Regions from separate parts of the Mus musculus genome. Here all the other regions are linked to region 2. Evidence: chromatin contacts called from public Hi-C and Micro-C data. All regions are on one chromosome and are shown on one strand. The core of a region is the stretch at or near the end of the contact, and the rest is flanking DNA. Distances in the headings are between cores, read along the strand shown. Region 1 holds the start of Dnajc3 (DnaJ heat shock protein family (Hsp40) member C3). Region 2 holds the start of Hs6st3 (heparan sulfate 6-O-sulfotransferase 3). Region 3 overlaps Hs6st3 (heparan sulfate 6-O-sulfotransferase 3).

The links. A called contact is a pair of places that touch in the nucleus more often than the background predicts.
Region 1: a contact with region 2 is called in a Micro-C map of embryonic stem cells, with 5 times the contacts expected there. The contact joins the promoter of Dnajc3 here to the promoter of Hs6st3 in region 2. A contact is called at or near these places in 3 of 484 Hi-C or Micro-C datasets (LSK cells and embryonic stem cells) and 1 of 9 other capture datasets (pancreatic islet).
Region 3: a Hi-C map of muscle stem cells shows a contact between it and region 2, with 4 times the contacts expected there. The contact joins the enhancer-like site here to the promoter of Hs6st3 in region 2. A contact is called at or near these places in 4 of 39 promoter capture datasets (the 3T3-L1 cell line, hippocampal neurons, liver and 1 more), 3 of 484 Hi-C or Micro-C datasets (cerebral cortex, frontal cortex and muscle stem cells), 6 of 115 datasets of contacts at active chromatin or transcription factors (SST interneurons, embryonic basal ganglia, embryonic forebrain and 3 more) and 1 of 9 other capture datasets (liver).

What each region holds. Positions count from the first base shown.
Region 1 is chr14:118,935,136-118,940,134 of GRCm38.p6, reverse strand. Dnajc3 (DnaJ heat shock protein family (Hsp40) member C3) reads right to left here and starts at 2,203. Exons shown (of 12, transcript NM_008929.3): 1 at 1,965-2,203. The coding sequence starts at 2,046.
Region 2 is chr14:119,136,500-119,141,379 of GRCm38.p6, reverse strand. Hs6st3 (heparan sulfate 6-O-sulfotransferase 3) reads right to left here and starts at 3,115. Exons shown (of 2, transcript NM_015820.3): 1 at 2,262-3,115. The coding sequence starts at 2,965.
Region 3 is chr14:119,359,266-119,364,120 of GRCm38.p6, reverse strand. All of the region lies in intron 1 of Hs6st3 (heparan sulfate 6-O-sulfotransferase 3), which reads right to left. Among named protein-coding and RNA genes, the nearest start is that of Hs6st3, 220 kb to the right of the region's middle. Within about 2 kb of position 3,095, at least 4 of the 459 cell types and tissues checked have an H3K27ac peak or open chromatin away from gene starts, as enhancers often do. A contact at or near this core is called in muscle stem cells, where this site is marked.

The DNA of each region.
Region 1 (4,999 bases), core at 954-3,453, 200 kb after region 2:
CCAGCACACCTGGGAAGACCACTACACTGAGCCTGCCAGGAAACCACCCCCCCTGTCACTTTCTATTGCTAACTTAAAAGGCTGATTTTGCTCGGCCGTCCGACTTTAAAATGCTTGAAGTGAATGCTATGTACAATTTCCTGTTCCCACCTTCATACAGAGGTAAATTTTATTTTTAAAGATTTTCTTTACTCTGTGTACACACACACAAGGGCTCATGTGTGTGCATGTGTTCTCTCATTCTCTCATACCCCACCTCTCTCCCTCTCTCCCCACCCCCCACCCACACACACACCCCTCTTTGGGTGCTTGTGGAACCAGAAGACTGAGTTGTGAGTAATTACAACTAACTCACTGCATCCTGATCTGGTACTAGGAATGCAACTCCAGTCTTCTGCAAGGCCAACAAACACACTAACCATTTCTCCAGTCCCAAGATAAATTTTCATTAAGCTCTTGGAACACCAGCTCCCAGATGTGTAACACAGAGACTATCACATATCTCTGTGGAATAAGAGCTGGCTTACAGAAATGCTCTTTCCTTCTCCATCACCTGCCATTCTGCACAGGTAATACTCCTGGAAAAGCAACACTGGCTTTCTCCTCAGAGAGGCCACTGGTGCTTTCCTGACGGGAAAACTCGGAGTTTTCTTATAGAAATACCACAGTAGAGAGATGAAATGCTAAAAGTCCTAATCCTGCAAAGAACAGAAACTCGAATAAGGTGCTTGATCTACAAGCTCCTGGATGAGGTAAGGCAAACAAAAATAAGCACTCCCATGTCTGGAGAGTAAGTTAAATCGACACTAAGTAGAGCATAGACAACTTTCCCTTAAGTTACTAAAATAAGTCACTAATGATAACTGGGCACAATCAATGCAGATGGAAAGAATTAGAAAATGAAAGAAAGTTAGAACATATGACCCATACTAAAGTGGTCCAGGCCTTCAAATTCCAATCCCCTCACTTTTGAGGCTGGCTCCAACATCAAATTATTGGTCTCAATATTGCCACAGTACACATTCTGATTTGGGGTTCAAAGAACGTATGGTGATCAGGAAGCCAAAACCAACAAAAACCATACCTTTAATGGTTAAAAACCTAAGCATATGTCTTTAAAAAAAAGAAAGAAAGAAACCCGCATAGACTTCTATGATGGTTTCATCATAAACTGTTCCCAATTTCAGTTCCTCAGTCCCTCCAAATGGAATATTCAACTGTTTACTCTTTCCATGACAACTATCCCCAGACTTACAGGAATGAGTACAGAGCAGTGCCCAGGACAGATGTCACTACAGCACCGTAACCAAGTTGGGAAGTTCAGTGGGCATTTGGGGCTTCAATGTCTAACTCCTCCCCGCTCTGACACCCAAGATAGGACAGGCCTCTATTTTTTGCTATTCTGTTGGGAGTAGCCAACATTCCAGTCTGGAGCCCAGGGTGAAACGTAAGCGCTCCCTATTTTTTTTTTTAAGAGACTTTTTTTTTTTTTTTTTTTTGCGATGACTAGAAAAAGTAACGTCAGTGGGGGGACAAAGTTGAATGTCGCCTTGCTGGGAACTGTGAAGCCACAGCCAGCCCAGCAAGTTAGGCGCCGGGAGCTCCGAGCCCAGAGGTGGGCTTCTCCAGGCACCAGCCTAAGTTGCGCGCCCGACGCGGGGTCGTGAGGGAATGGGACTGGCTTCGGAAAGGGCCCTGGCCCGCCACTCCGGAACCGGGACCCGTCCCGTGCATGCCGCCGTTTCGCCTCCTCCCGGCACCCCCGATCCAGGGTCCCCCGGACGCCGGACTCCCGGCTGCGCTGGCCCAGGCCGCCGAAACCGGCCTCGCGCGCGCGGCCCGCCAGTCCCGCCTCTCAGCCCACGGAACCGGAACCGGGCTCGGACCCAGCCTCGCGCCCCGGAGCGCCGCTCCCAGCCGGGACCGGGACCCGAAGCCCGCCCCGGGAGCAGGGCGGGACTCACCTTCGTACTGCAGGTCCACCAGGACCAGCAGGAACGGGAACACCGCGCCCAGCCGGCTGCCCACCGAGCCGGGGGCCACCATGTCCAAGGGCGCCTGAGCCGAAGAGCAGGAAGGTGCGCGGCCCAGCAGCCCGCGCGGCCAACAGCCCGCAGCGAAGCGCCCCGTCCACTCGCTCGCTCGCTCGGTCAGCGCTCGGGCCTCAGCGGCGGCTGGCGCCCGGCGGCGGAAAACAGCGGTAGGCGGGGCCCGCGGAGCCACGCCCCGGGCGCCGCCGCCGCCCAATCGCCTTCCTTCTGGCCACAGAGCGGCCCAGCTCGCCCGGGTCGTGGTTGGCGCTGATTGGTTGTGGGGGCTGGCGCCCCGCCCCGCCTCTGATAGGATAACGTGGAAGCACAAGACGAGGCTGCGTCCGCTGGTCGTGGAGCTGTCAGCGGGCTCCAAACCGCCGCCGAGCGCCGAGGAGGAAGAGGCTGGGGAGGCCGGGCTGCGGCCGCCGAGTCCGCATGCGCGGGCCCTAGAGCCCTTCTGGGCCGGCCTCGCGGGCTGGCTTGGCAGGGGCGGCGGGTTCCTGGAGCGAGCCCAGATTCCTTCGGGTAGTGTTGGGGGATAAGGCGCCGCCGCCTGGGCTGGTAAGGCCAGAGAGTCTCAGGAAGTCTCCAGGGACGTCCGAGAGAGATGACTGGACTTCTTGAATGAAATGGGGGAAGAAACCCAAATAGCCACTCCGTGGGTGAAAAGGGGAAAAAAAAAGTTTATTCCAAACTGCGAAGGCTGTCTCTCGGGAAAGCAGAGAGAAGCGCTGCGCGGGCTGGGGTGATGGTGGGGATTTATCTTCTGGGTTATATGGGACCTTGACGGGCTAATAGACCCCACTGTCATAAGTTAATGGAAGAGCCAAATGTCCCTTTTCCCAGAGATAGGAGAATAACTCCACTTAGCAAGTAGGAACTATCTTCACCACCACCACCACCCCGAGGGAATGCTGGCTTTTGTCTAGATGCCCTACCTGGGGGAAAGGAATTTCTTGGGGGACCTGACACTATTGAGGTCTGCTAGTGGATCAGAGATGCAAGAGCCATTCTACCAAGTCTCACAGTTGGTCTGGGTGGCTCTCTTAAAATCCGCAGTCCTCTCAGTCTCGCCAAAGAAACTTCCAGAATCACTTTTTTTTTTAGGTTGGCTTAATGGTTTCTGGGGCTATTTCCTGCCCTAGACTAAGTATCTATTGATGCATCCTTAAAATGCTTCCAGTGCCTTTAGCTCACCCTACATAACAAAGTCCCTACCCATTACTTGCTCAGTCTTCAGTATTAGCCCTCTGCTTTCCCAAGCAATGACCTTAGTTTGGAATAAACTTTTCTCTTATACACCCACCAAGTGTCTATTTGGGTTTCTTTACTGTGCCTATTTCATTCAAAGACATAAGAACTTGGACAAGATTGTCGTTAAATTAATCAGGTAGGTTACGCCCATAGCTGCTCTGTTTGAACAGACACTATATGGCAGCAACGTTTTACACATCGCTAAATAACGTGGGTTTGTTATTCAAAGCTTTTGATACCTTAGTGTTACTTCATGCTTACAAGGACTTACACATTATGATGACTTTTGAATGAAAAAAAGGACGTGGCTGCTCTTAGGTATGGTGTAGGTAAAAGGGAGATAGAGACATCTGGGAGAGTGGACATGGCCCTGAGCTGTGTGAGAAAAGGGGGAAGGGAACCAGGTGCAGCAGCCAAGAGGGCAAAGGTTACCAAAAAGAAAAAGAAAGATGGCTGGCCAAAACGGCTGGGTTATATAGGGAAGCGCCTCTGGAGGAAGGGAAGCCCAGCCCCAAAGCTGGAGAATTCTGAGTAAAGGGCTGGACTTGCCTGCCATAGCTGCAACACATAGGGACTGAGGGATGTTGGGAGAACTTTGCTATGTTAAATAGGACCTCAGCCATTTGTCTCAAATTTGAAACCTAACATATTTGTGATTTCCTGAAGATACACTACAAAGGGTGAAAAAAGGAAGAAAGGTCTTGTTCTGTTCCAAAGAAATAGAATGTGCCGGGCATGGTGGTGCATGCCTTTAATCCCAGCACTCAGGAGGCAGAGGCAGAGGCAGGCGGATTTCTGAGTTTGAGGCTGGTCTACAAAGTGAGTTACAGAACAGCCAGGGCTATACAGAGAAACCCTGTCTCAAAAAACCAAATTGGGAGAGAGAGAGAGAGAGAGAGAGAGAGAGAGAGAGAGAGAGAGAGAGAATGTAAAGGAAATGGTTCCTGGTTGGAAGAAATGAGTCCCTGGTGAGCCTTGGTGAAAAGCACACTATTTAGATTCAGGGAATCAGGGCTATTATATCAATTGTCCTCATCTGTAGACTGGGTATGACCCCAAACCCTCAACAGTGAAGTTTTATGAAGCAGGTTAATGTTCTTCTAAACTGTAGTAGTGTCCAAAGATGTTGCTAAAGAGCAAAATATAGGAGCAAAATTAAAAAAAAAAATTTTAAAAAGCAAAATGAAGAAGCGTCAGGTGTTGTTGAAATGTGTTTGTTTGAGATACACACAGACACATGACTCATAAGGTGGAGTGCAAAGGTGGTAGACAAGCCCACTGCCCTCAAGTGAAGACCCCACACAAGTGAGGACCTTCTGGCCAAAGGAACCAACAAAACACTGAAGTATCTTGAATGAGAAAAAAGAAAAAGTGAAAACACTTGTGTCTGATCCCTCGATGTGCCTTATGCTTCTGGCCTTGAAAAGAACTGAAAAGTTTCCTAAGGAAAGGAATTGTTTTTTAAAACAATATATTTGTGTTGTAGACTGTGAATAGCAAGGAGTGCTGAGAGCCTCTCTAACAGTCACTGAGCAAACACCTAAAAATCCTGTATGTAAGAACTACAATACACAAAGTATCCCTTGAGAAAAGATGGTTTTACAAAAAATAACGTCTACTGCTGCTCTCGCGGCTGAGACCTGACAAGGAAGAAAGGCTTGATTAGCTCACAGTCGCAGAGGATATCAGCGCATCGAGCAGGGAGCGCTTGG
Region 2 (4,880 bases), core at 1,866-4,365:
AGATTATCTGCCATTTTGCATTGTGGAAATGTACCCTGCATTATCCAGGCTAATCTTGTTGACTGTAGAATGCTGTACACAGACATTACAATGACAGACAACTAATTCAATCTTCTCTGCTAGCGAGATGCTACTATTAATGTCTCTTCAATTCTTTCCCTATAGCTTTTGAAGCAGGGCACTTCACATATATCACAGCTATTCCTTCCTACAGTATGTGGAAGGAAAGTAATTGAGACTCGCTGGGGAAAAAAAGACAAGTTGGGAAGAAAGAAGGTTACACAACGTGACACAAAACACCACAAAATGGAAAGCAAAGCAAAGCAAGCCCATGAGTGATGATGACCTCGTGACTTGTGGAGCAAAACGAAATGGACGTTGATGAGCCATGGGTAAACTGAGAACAATAGTTGCTTTAGATAGAAACCACATGTTTAAATAGTCAAGGTGAGATTTTCCTGTGTCAGAGAGTGCAAAGAGAGTGCACAGCTCCTAGAGAAGAAGACTCAAAGCTTGTGGCCTACACCAGGCCTCAACAGCAGGACCCTCCCCACCCATCCAAAACCCAACTACTACACAATTCCCATCCTCCTTAATACGTGTAAATCTTCATTTACTCACTAAGACGTTGCTCTATTTGTTTTTGTTTTGTTTTTTTTTAATACTGACACTCATTGAAGGTCACCAGGGGTTTTGATGTGCTAATGAAAGATTCCAGTTTTATTTACTACAATGGACAAAATGAAACAGGCTCCCAAACTCTTTGGGATCAACCAGGAATGTCTAACATCTAAATCAAAGGCCACTCCATGGAGTGATGTAGAGCAGAGACAATCTCACCGAAGTCACGTGCAATGCCGTGGGGAGGTTGAATGCAATACTTAACTTAGAAGTTTTAAGCTAAAACACAATGGTGGGTTTTAAAACAGTGTACTCAGTGTACTATTAAAATATTTACAGGTGTAAACCCCTTCAAGCACACTAAGGGAGAAAGACTATCAGCTTCTTATTCTCACCAATTTCTATCAAACACAGACGGTAGTAGCTGGGAGATAAAGCATTTAAAAACCTGCCAGAGTAAAAGGCAAAAAGATTCCTATAATGAAAGTCTGCTCGTTCTCAGGGAAATGAAGTAGAATTAGATGCCGCAATCGTGACAAAATTCAGAACCTGGGCAGAATCTGGGCAGTAAATGAAGCTTTTCACTGATGTCCAATGCAGAAAGCTATCTGACATCAACATATTGAGCTGACTGTTTCAATTCCTATTCCCTTACACCAAATTGTTTGAAACCTTTGAGATAAAAACTTCAATAAAACTAGTGTTCTGATCTTTTAATATTTTATTCCCTTGAGCATGTCAGATTAATCTCCAGATGGCAATGGGCAGAATGAGCGACCAACCATGTTCTTAAGCCCATGATTCTCTGAAAGGACAATAATGTAAGCAGCTGCATTGGCAGCAGAGACTTCAAACTTTCTCAATCCTCAACAGCAGTACTGTTTTAACCGGCTAGCTTTCCTCTCGCTCATTAGATCTTTGTATCCACTCAACACATACCCAGGCACACAGTAGGCATTTAACAAATAATGTTTAAATAAACTGTTGGAATGGCTTAAGGGGGAAAGAGGCAGGCAGTCTTACGAAGAACAGCATGAGTCCAAATCCTGGCATTGCCCAGCAACAAGGACCATCTCCAGAATTAGGGTTATCACAGTGGAGCACGATTTTGCACGTGTAGATCTTCAAAGCGGCATCAAGAGGATTGTTCTCTAAGCTGGCAAGCAGCCATCCAAGAGCCACTTAGAAGGACATTATGCTCCAGCCTCACCATTCCTGAAAAACTATGTCTGCACTCCCGGATCCCCTATTCTTTGGATTTCCACCACATAATTTAAGTTCAAGACTCGACCTCTCTCCCTCGACACCCTGGTTATTCCATAGCTGTTCTTTAGTGTCTGCTCCAAATACCTCATCACACAATGCTAGGCACTGTGCAGAATGCACATCAGGATGGCCGTGGACATGGCTGAAGGTGACAGGGGGTGGCAAGAAACAGTGAAGCATGGGAAAGAAACCAACTCAAGACACCCCCCCCCCCCGGTGGGTATCCAGCGGTTTCTCACCCTTCACCCAAATTCGCTGCCCACCCTTTGGAAAGCCACTGCCAAACAGCTAAGGGAGCGCGACGCGGGACTGGCGGGGTCAGGACTTGGGGGAAGGGAGTGGGGTTCAGGAAACCAACAGACGCGGGACAGTACCTGGTGTGGCTGTGGTTGCGGGGACAATCCTTCTTCTCCATGATGGCCGGCACGCAGTTGGTGAGCTCGGTCCAGTCGGCATGCAGCCCGCAGCTCCAGCCGGTGGAGAAGCGGGAGAAGAGCCAGGTCTCCTTCTTGCCCGGCCGGTGGCAGGTGCACTTTTTCTGGCCAGCTTTGCAGCTGCATGGCTGCTCCAGACGAATGTTCTTCACCAGGTGCCGGCCGAACGTGGTGCCCCCGGTCTTCTGGATGTGCAGGAACACGATCACATCCCGCCCTTTGATGTTGAAGTCCACGAAGCGGGTCAGGTCCTTGAGGGTGAAGTTGAATCGAGGCACGAACCGGGGCAGGGAGCCGTTTTCGGGCGCCTCGGGGTCCGGCTCCTCCTCTTCTTCCTCCTCCTCCTCCTCCGGGTCCCCGGGATCCTCATCCTCATCCTCGGGAGCCGCGACCCCACGAGACCCCTCGGGCGGTCCCCGGGGTGGCGGTGGCAGCTGGGGCCGCCGCTCCCACTCATCAAGGGGTGCTTGTGCCCGTCGGGCAGGACTCGGGACAGCGGGCGGGCGGGCCTCCCCGGAGCGGAGCTGCTCCCCGAAGTTGGTGCATGAGCTGGTGCAGGAAGGGGACACGTACTGGTACATGATGACCACGAAGAGGAGAGTGAGCACCGGCGTCAGCAGCCACTTGTTGAACCTTTCATCCATGGTCCCGTTCTCAGGCCGGCAGGTGAGGTGGCTGCGGCGCCAGCGGCGCGATCGGGCGCCTGCTCGGAAGTTTCGGGGACTCCGGGGCGCGGCTCGGAGCCCGCCGCTCCTCCATGCCCCTGCCGCCGAAGAGAACGGCTGTCTGGCTGCCCCGCCGCACTCCGGGGTTGGCAGAGCCGGGGCCTACGAGCGGAGCCGAGAAGACGGGCGCCGGCGCCGGCGGCTGTGGCGTGGGGCTCCTCTCGATCCCTGGGGCGCCGGGCTCCAGCCGGCTCCTCTTGTACCTGGACGCGGCGCTCTCAGGCGACACGGAGCATCCCGCCGCCGGTCGGTAGACGCTCAGGCGCTGCGGTGCGGGGTTCGTGTCCCGGACCTTCCCGGGGCAGCTGCGGTGGCGAGCACAGGAGCTGCATGAGGCTCACCAGGGCGCGGGCCAAGGGCGAAGGCTCGGCCCGGTCCCGCAGCCCCAGCCCTCCGCGTGCACCGCGCCCGGCACCTTTGCCCACGGGTCCCTGGGCGCCGAGAGCCCGCCGCAAGTTTGCAAAGCCGCCCCTCGGCGGCGGCGAGCAAGACGCCTCTGCGGAGCCGCCTCCCGGGCAAATCGCACTACTGCTCCGGGTCCGCCCGCCCAGGCGCAGGCAACGCGCACACACTCGCTCACGCGGGCTGGCACCGCCACAACCCGCCAGCCGGTGTGACAGGAGCCCTGCTACCCGCAGCAAAAAAACCTGCCCTAGGTACGGAGCATGCGCCAAAGCCTTCCTCAGCCCCGGAGGAGTTTCCAGGGGAGGAGTCCACGGCTCCGCGGGGCTCGCGGGAGGCTGCTGGGGGTGGGAATCCCTTCAGCCTGGAGCCTAGGGAGATCTGGCAGAAAGGCTACCGCGGAGCGAGAACAGGCCCCATGGAGGGCGTTGCTAGCGATGATCTGATTCCTCTAAATTGCAACATTGGCAGCTTTCTCAGTGTGAGAGTGGACAGAAACCTGGTTGGTCTTGTTTGCAGGAATAAAACACCCCTATGGCAGAAAGTCTCACGCAGACTAAACAGGCGGTTGCTTGTCCTTCCTCAGCAGGGTACATAGGTTCCAGACTTCATTTACTGCCTCCCAACACGCTCAAACTGATGCTCCAGTTTGTTCCAAGCTTCCTCAACTATGAACTTAGTAGGTCCAACACTACAACTTTATTCAACCAGCAACCATTAAAAAGCCTGCTTTATAAAGAGATTTGTGTTTGATGCGAACTCCCTTTCCATGGCTCCAAGACGCAGCCCTGCAGGATATAAGTCCTAAAATCCATTCCATTAACACAAAGTGGGCTCTTCGATGTTCAAGACTCGCCCTTTTCCCACCCCAGTAAGAAGCAACATCAGCTGCCCTCACCTGTGTTCCACAGTGAAGACCTCCTTCGTTGTCCACCGAGGTTTTCATTAAAAAACTTCTTTCGAGTGTGTACATTTTGAATTTGCCCCAGGATCCAAACTTCTTTGCTTAAATACACTTTATGGTTTTTCAGATAATGCATTGATACACCGTTCAATTCACATCAGTCTGGAGTATTTGACCCACGATGTCTAGACCAGCTAGGGCTGATTTCCAAGATAAGAGTAGCCCTGTGTTGACATTTGGGGCAATGCAGTGTGAGTCCCTGACCCAGACTAAAGGTGGCCCCAATAGTTACCAGAGCCACACAGACCCCAGTTGTGGTCTCCCACACCAGTCGCACCAGCCTACTGTCTCCTTGGGGGCACTATGCGGGACTTGTTCCTTTCTGAGAACAGTGTTGGCCTCTTCTGTCAAGTCCCCACATACAACCATCACTTCAAATCCAGATCTCCTTCTCGAACACCAAAGCTTGCTCATCAGAGGTTATTTTTATTGTTCTAGACAGGTGGAGTTCTTCCCAACAAAACATTC
Region 3 (4,855 bases), core at 1,846-4,345, 220 kb before region 2:
AAATATACAAGTGGGAAAGAAGTCAAAGTATCTTTATCTGCACATGACTCAATATTATACATGAGTGACCCATAATATTTCACCCAGAAATTCCTACAGCTGATAAGCACTTTCAACAAAGTAGCTGGATACAAAATAAATGCACAAAAATCAGTAGCTTTCCTATAAACAAATGACAAATGGACCAAGAAAGAAATTAGGGGAACAGGGGAACGTCATCTTTTACAATTGTCTCAAATAACATAAAATATATTGGGGTAACCGGAACCAAGCAAGTGTAAGACCTAGACAATAAAAATTTTAGGACATTGAAGAAAGAAACTGAAGATATCAGAAGATGGAAAAATCTCCCATGCTAATGGATTGGAAGGATTAAGATAGTAAAATGGCATCCTACCAAGAGCAACCTATAGATTCTGTACAATCCCCTTCACAATTACAACACAATTCTTCACAGAAATTAAAAGGACAATCTTCAAATGAAAACACACACACACACAAAATGCTAAGGTAACCCAGAATAATAAAAGAAATTCTGGAGATATCATCATCCCTGATTTCAAGCTGTACTACAGAGATACAGTAATAACAACATAATGGTACAGGCAGCACAAAACTAGACACTTCAATCAATGGAATGAAACTGAAGGCCCAGACATAACACCATACATGTATGGACACCTGGTTTGTGGCAGAGAAGCCAGAAATATACACTGATGAAAGACAGCTTACTCATCAAATAATGCTGGCCTACATTGAATGACTATAGGTAGAAAGATTCAAATAGATCTGCACTTGACACCCCAGAAAAAACTCAGCTCTAAATGGATCATGGACTTCAACATAATACCAGGTACACTGATCCTGATAAAAGGATAGAGTGCAGAATAGCCTTGAACTAATTGACACAGGCAAAGTCTTTCTGAGGAGAACACTGTTAGCACAGGCAGTAAGATTGAAAACAACAACAACAACAAAGAAAACAAAAACATGGGACCTCATGAAACTGAAGTTTCTGAAAGTTAGAGGATACCATCATTCAGATAAAGCAGGGGGCCCATGGGATGGGAAAATAGTTTTACCAATTATGCATCCAAAACAGGGCTAATATCCAAAATCACAAAGGACTCAAAAAATTGGATATCAAGAAAACATGGAATTCCTTTAAATTATAGGGCACAGATCTAAACAAAGAACTCTCCAAAGAGGAAATTTAACTGGCTGAGAAACACTTTTAAAATTGTTCACCATCCTTAGTCATCAGGGAAATGACAATCCAACTACCTTGAGATTATCATCTTACATCCATCAGAATGGCTAAAATCAATAAAGCAAGTAGCAGGTCATGCTGGTGAGGTTGTGGAGCAAGGGGAACATATTTCCTTTACTGATGGGGGTGGAAACTTGTACAACCACTATGGCAATTAGTGTGGCGGTTCCTCACAAAGTTGGGAATAGATCTAAGTCAAGATTCAGCTATGCCTCTCTTGGGCATATATAAAAATTATTATTCTTCCTACTTCAGAGACACTTGCTTAGCCATGTTCAGTGCTGCTCAATTCATAATAGCCCAAAATAGCAAACAACTTGAATGTCCTCAACAAAAGAATGGATAAAGAAAATGTGGTACATTTATATGACATCATGAAATTCACAGGTAAGCAGATGGAATTAGAAAAAAAGTCATCCTGTTTGAGGTAACCCAGAACCAGAAAGGAAAGTATGTTATGTATTGACTTACATATAGATCTAACTGTCAAGTCAATGATGACCAAGCCACAACACCTAAGACAACAGAGGTTAGGTTTAGAGTAAGGGACAGTTTGGGAGAGTTTATCTCCTTAGGAAGGAGAAATAGAATAATTAGGAATGAATAAGCAGGGGGTTGAAATGAGAGGATTGAGTGTATAGGAGGAGGGTAGAGGAGGGCTATGGAGGAAATATGGGGAGAGAGAGCAAAAATTAAGGGCCACTTGAGGGGTAGTATGAAAAGCTAATATAAAGAAACTTCCAGATAGGCATGCAGGCAGGCCTTCAGGCAGGCAGGCAGGCAGACAGACAGACAGATAGATATGTACATACATACATGCATACATATGTAGATACATAGATACATAGATGATAGATACACACATGAATGATACATACATGATAGATGATAGATGGTAGATAGATAGATAGATAGATAGATAGATGATAGATAGATAGATAGATGATAGATAGATAGATAGATAGATAGATGATAGATAGATAGATAGATAGATAGATAGATAGATAGATAGATAGATAGACAGATGCATACATAAGTGATGAGAGAGAGAGAGACCTTCGGAAGAACAGTGTTCTTAACCGCTGAGCCATCTCTCTCCAGCCCGTAGCTGGTATCTTAATAGCTATTGCTCTAGTTGGTGTGAGAGAATAGCAGAAATAAACACAGGGAGGAAGGATTAACTATCTCATGGTTTAATGTGATGAGTCACCTTTGGCTGGCAGAGCAGTGGATCAAATATTTAGCACATGAGCACATGTGGGCTATTTCACACTCAAGCCACAAACATCGTGTATGCTTGTTCCTCTTTTTGCTGCCATTCCATGCACTACAGCCTCTACACTTGGAGTGGCTGTGCACATATGCTTGAATGTCATAAACACACAATGGGTTAACACTGGCATCTGAAGGGACATTTTCCAAAAGGTTTGAGTGAAGATGGAAAGTAGGCACTGAACTTAGTCATTCACGAGGTCACCGTCTCCACTCATATTTGTTGCACTGAGTTGTCTTTCCACAAGAGGGTTGTGGGGTAGCAGAAAACAACTTCATTTCAGACTAGAGAGTTCACACACCCTGCCTTCACAAAGTAAACTGGGTTATCTTTGAGAAGCCACACCTTTTCTTCTACACATATGTAATATATACAATGTACATACGTGTGGGGCCTTGCCTACCTATCCAAACGCAATTTTGCAATGTTGAGTTAGAAAGGATTGTCTCAGGGATGGATTTTCCCAGGGCTGGAGAATCTGGTGATGATGTGGATTTGTAATCCCCGACACTTGTGAAATGAGACAATTCACTTTTCTTTTGTTTTTAGTCTTAATCTGAAGCCCCTGTTGACCTTGAACTCATGAGATTTTGACTCCACCCTCCTGAGTGTTCTACCACTTTCCTGGACCATGAAATCACTTTGAGTTGTTTAACTGGTCACTCAGGGCAAAAAGATTACTAACCGATACAACAGCTATCATCTCCAGAAAATCACCATTGCCTAGTAACTGGAGAGAAAAGCAGCATTTGTTGATGTTCTGAGATAATGCTTTAACCCATCCTAACACCACTGTAAGTCTAGGTGTGTTTTGTGTTATATTCTAAACTCTTGGCTGGGGATATATAGCCAGAGGTAGTATAATTGTCTAGGACCAGTGAGTCAATAACTTTAAGCCCCTGCTCCACAAAGATTACACATTCTTGTCTGCTTAGCTTTTGAAAATTAAATATAAACCTTTATGGTCATGCATTTCTTACTAATAGTGACTCAGTCAAATCTGTCAGGTGGTACTACATAATGTTTTCTGATTTCTGTCATGAATGCTGCTACATGATCCTTTTACGTGTCTAAAAAAAATAACGGGCTGGAGAGACACTGACTGCTCTTCCAGAGGTCCTGAGTTCAAATCTCACAACTACATAGTGCCTCACAACCATCTGTAATGGGATCTGATGCCTTCTTCTGGAGTGTCTGAAGACAACTACAGTGTACTCACATATAATAAATAAATAAATCTTTAAAAATAAAAAAAGATACCAGCTGCAGCAAGGTACTTCATGGAGTCACACTGCCTCCATGGTGACTCCCTAACTGTGGACTGGTGTCGCCATTGTTTGCATAGTAATGCACATATATGAATTCCTGTCATAAATATGGTGCACAAGGCCGTGGGACACGTTTTGTCCCCTCCCACCCCTAAAATGAACAGTGAAGTGAATACAACAAAATTAAAACCAGAAAGGTGATGTGTATTAAGTCAGGAGTAAACAAAGGAGCTATGGGAACCCAGGGCGCAACCTAGAACAATATTGGAATAAAATTTGAGAAGAGTCAATATTTGCTAACTATGCCAAGTGTGTATTTGATCAGAAAATATGCTTAGAAATTATTTTAAATTGTTTTTCTCTGGCAGAAAACTATGCAAATATTTTGTACAAATATAGAAGAAACATGCCAAATATAATTTATCTTTCTTTCCCTCTAGACAAAGGTTAATTTTCCTTATCATTCCAGTAAGTCCCTTGATTTTCTATCAACAATAGTCTCTTCAGTCAACATAGGAGCCTGTTCCTATTGTAACAGACTATTTCATGTACAGCATTCAGCAGAAAACTGTCAGCAGAAAACTTCCCAGAACAGGAGGTGAATTCTCAAACTGTGAACTCCAAAGGACAAGGTCATCGATGCAAAACTGTCTGTTTGGAGGGGATCATCCTAGACCCCATACTCAGAAGTACACAGTTGTAAATGGGTAAAAATAGTAGGTTGGGGACTTCACTCAGTGGGCAGTGTTCTTACCCCGCATGCAGTAGGCCAGGGTTCAATCCCCATGGGACATAAAACTGGTCAGAGTGGGACATGGTCAGGAGTGAGACATGGTCAGAGTGGGACATGGTCAGAGTGGAACATGGTCAGAGTGGGACATGGTCAGGAGTGGGACATGGTCAGAGTGGGACATGGTCAGAGTGGGACATGGTCAGAGTGGGACACGGTCAGAGTGGGACATGGTCAGGAGTGGGACATGGTCAGAAGTGAGACATGGTCAGAGTGGGACATGGTCAGGAGTGGGACATGGTCAGAGTGGGACA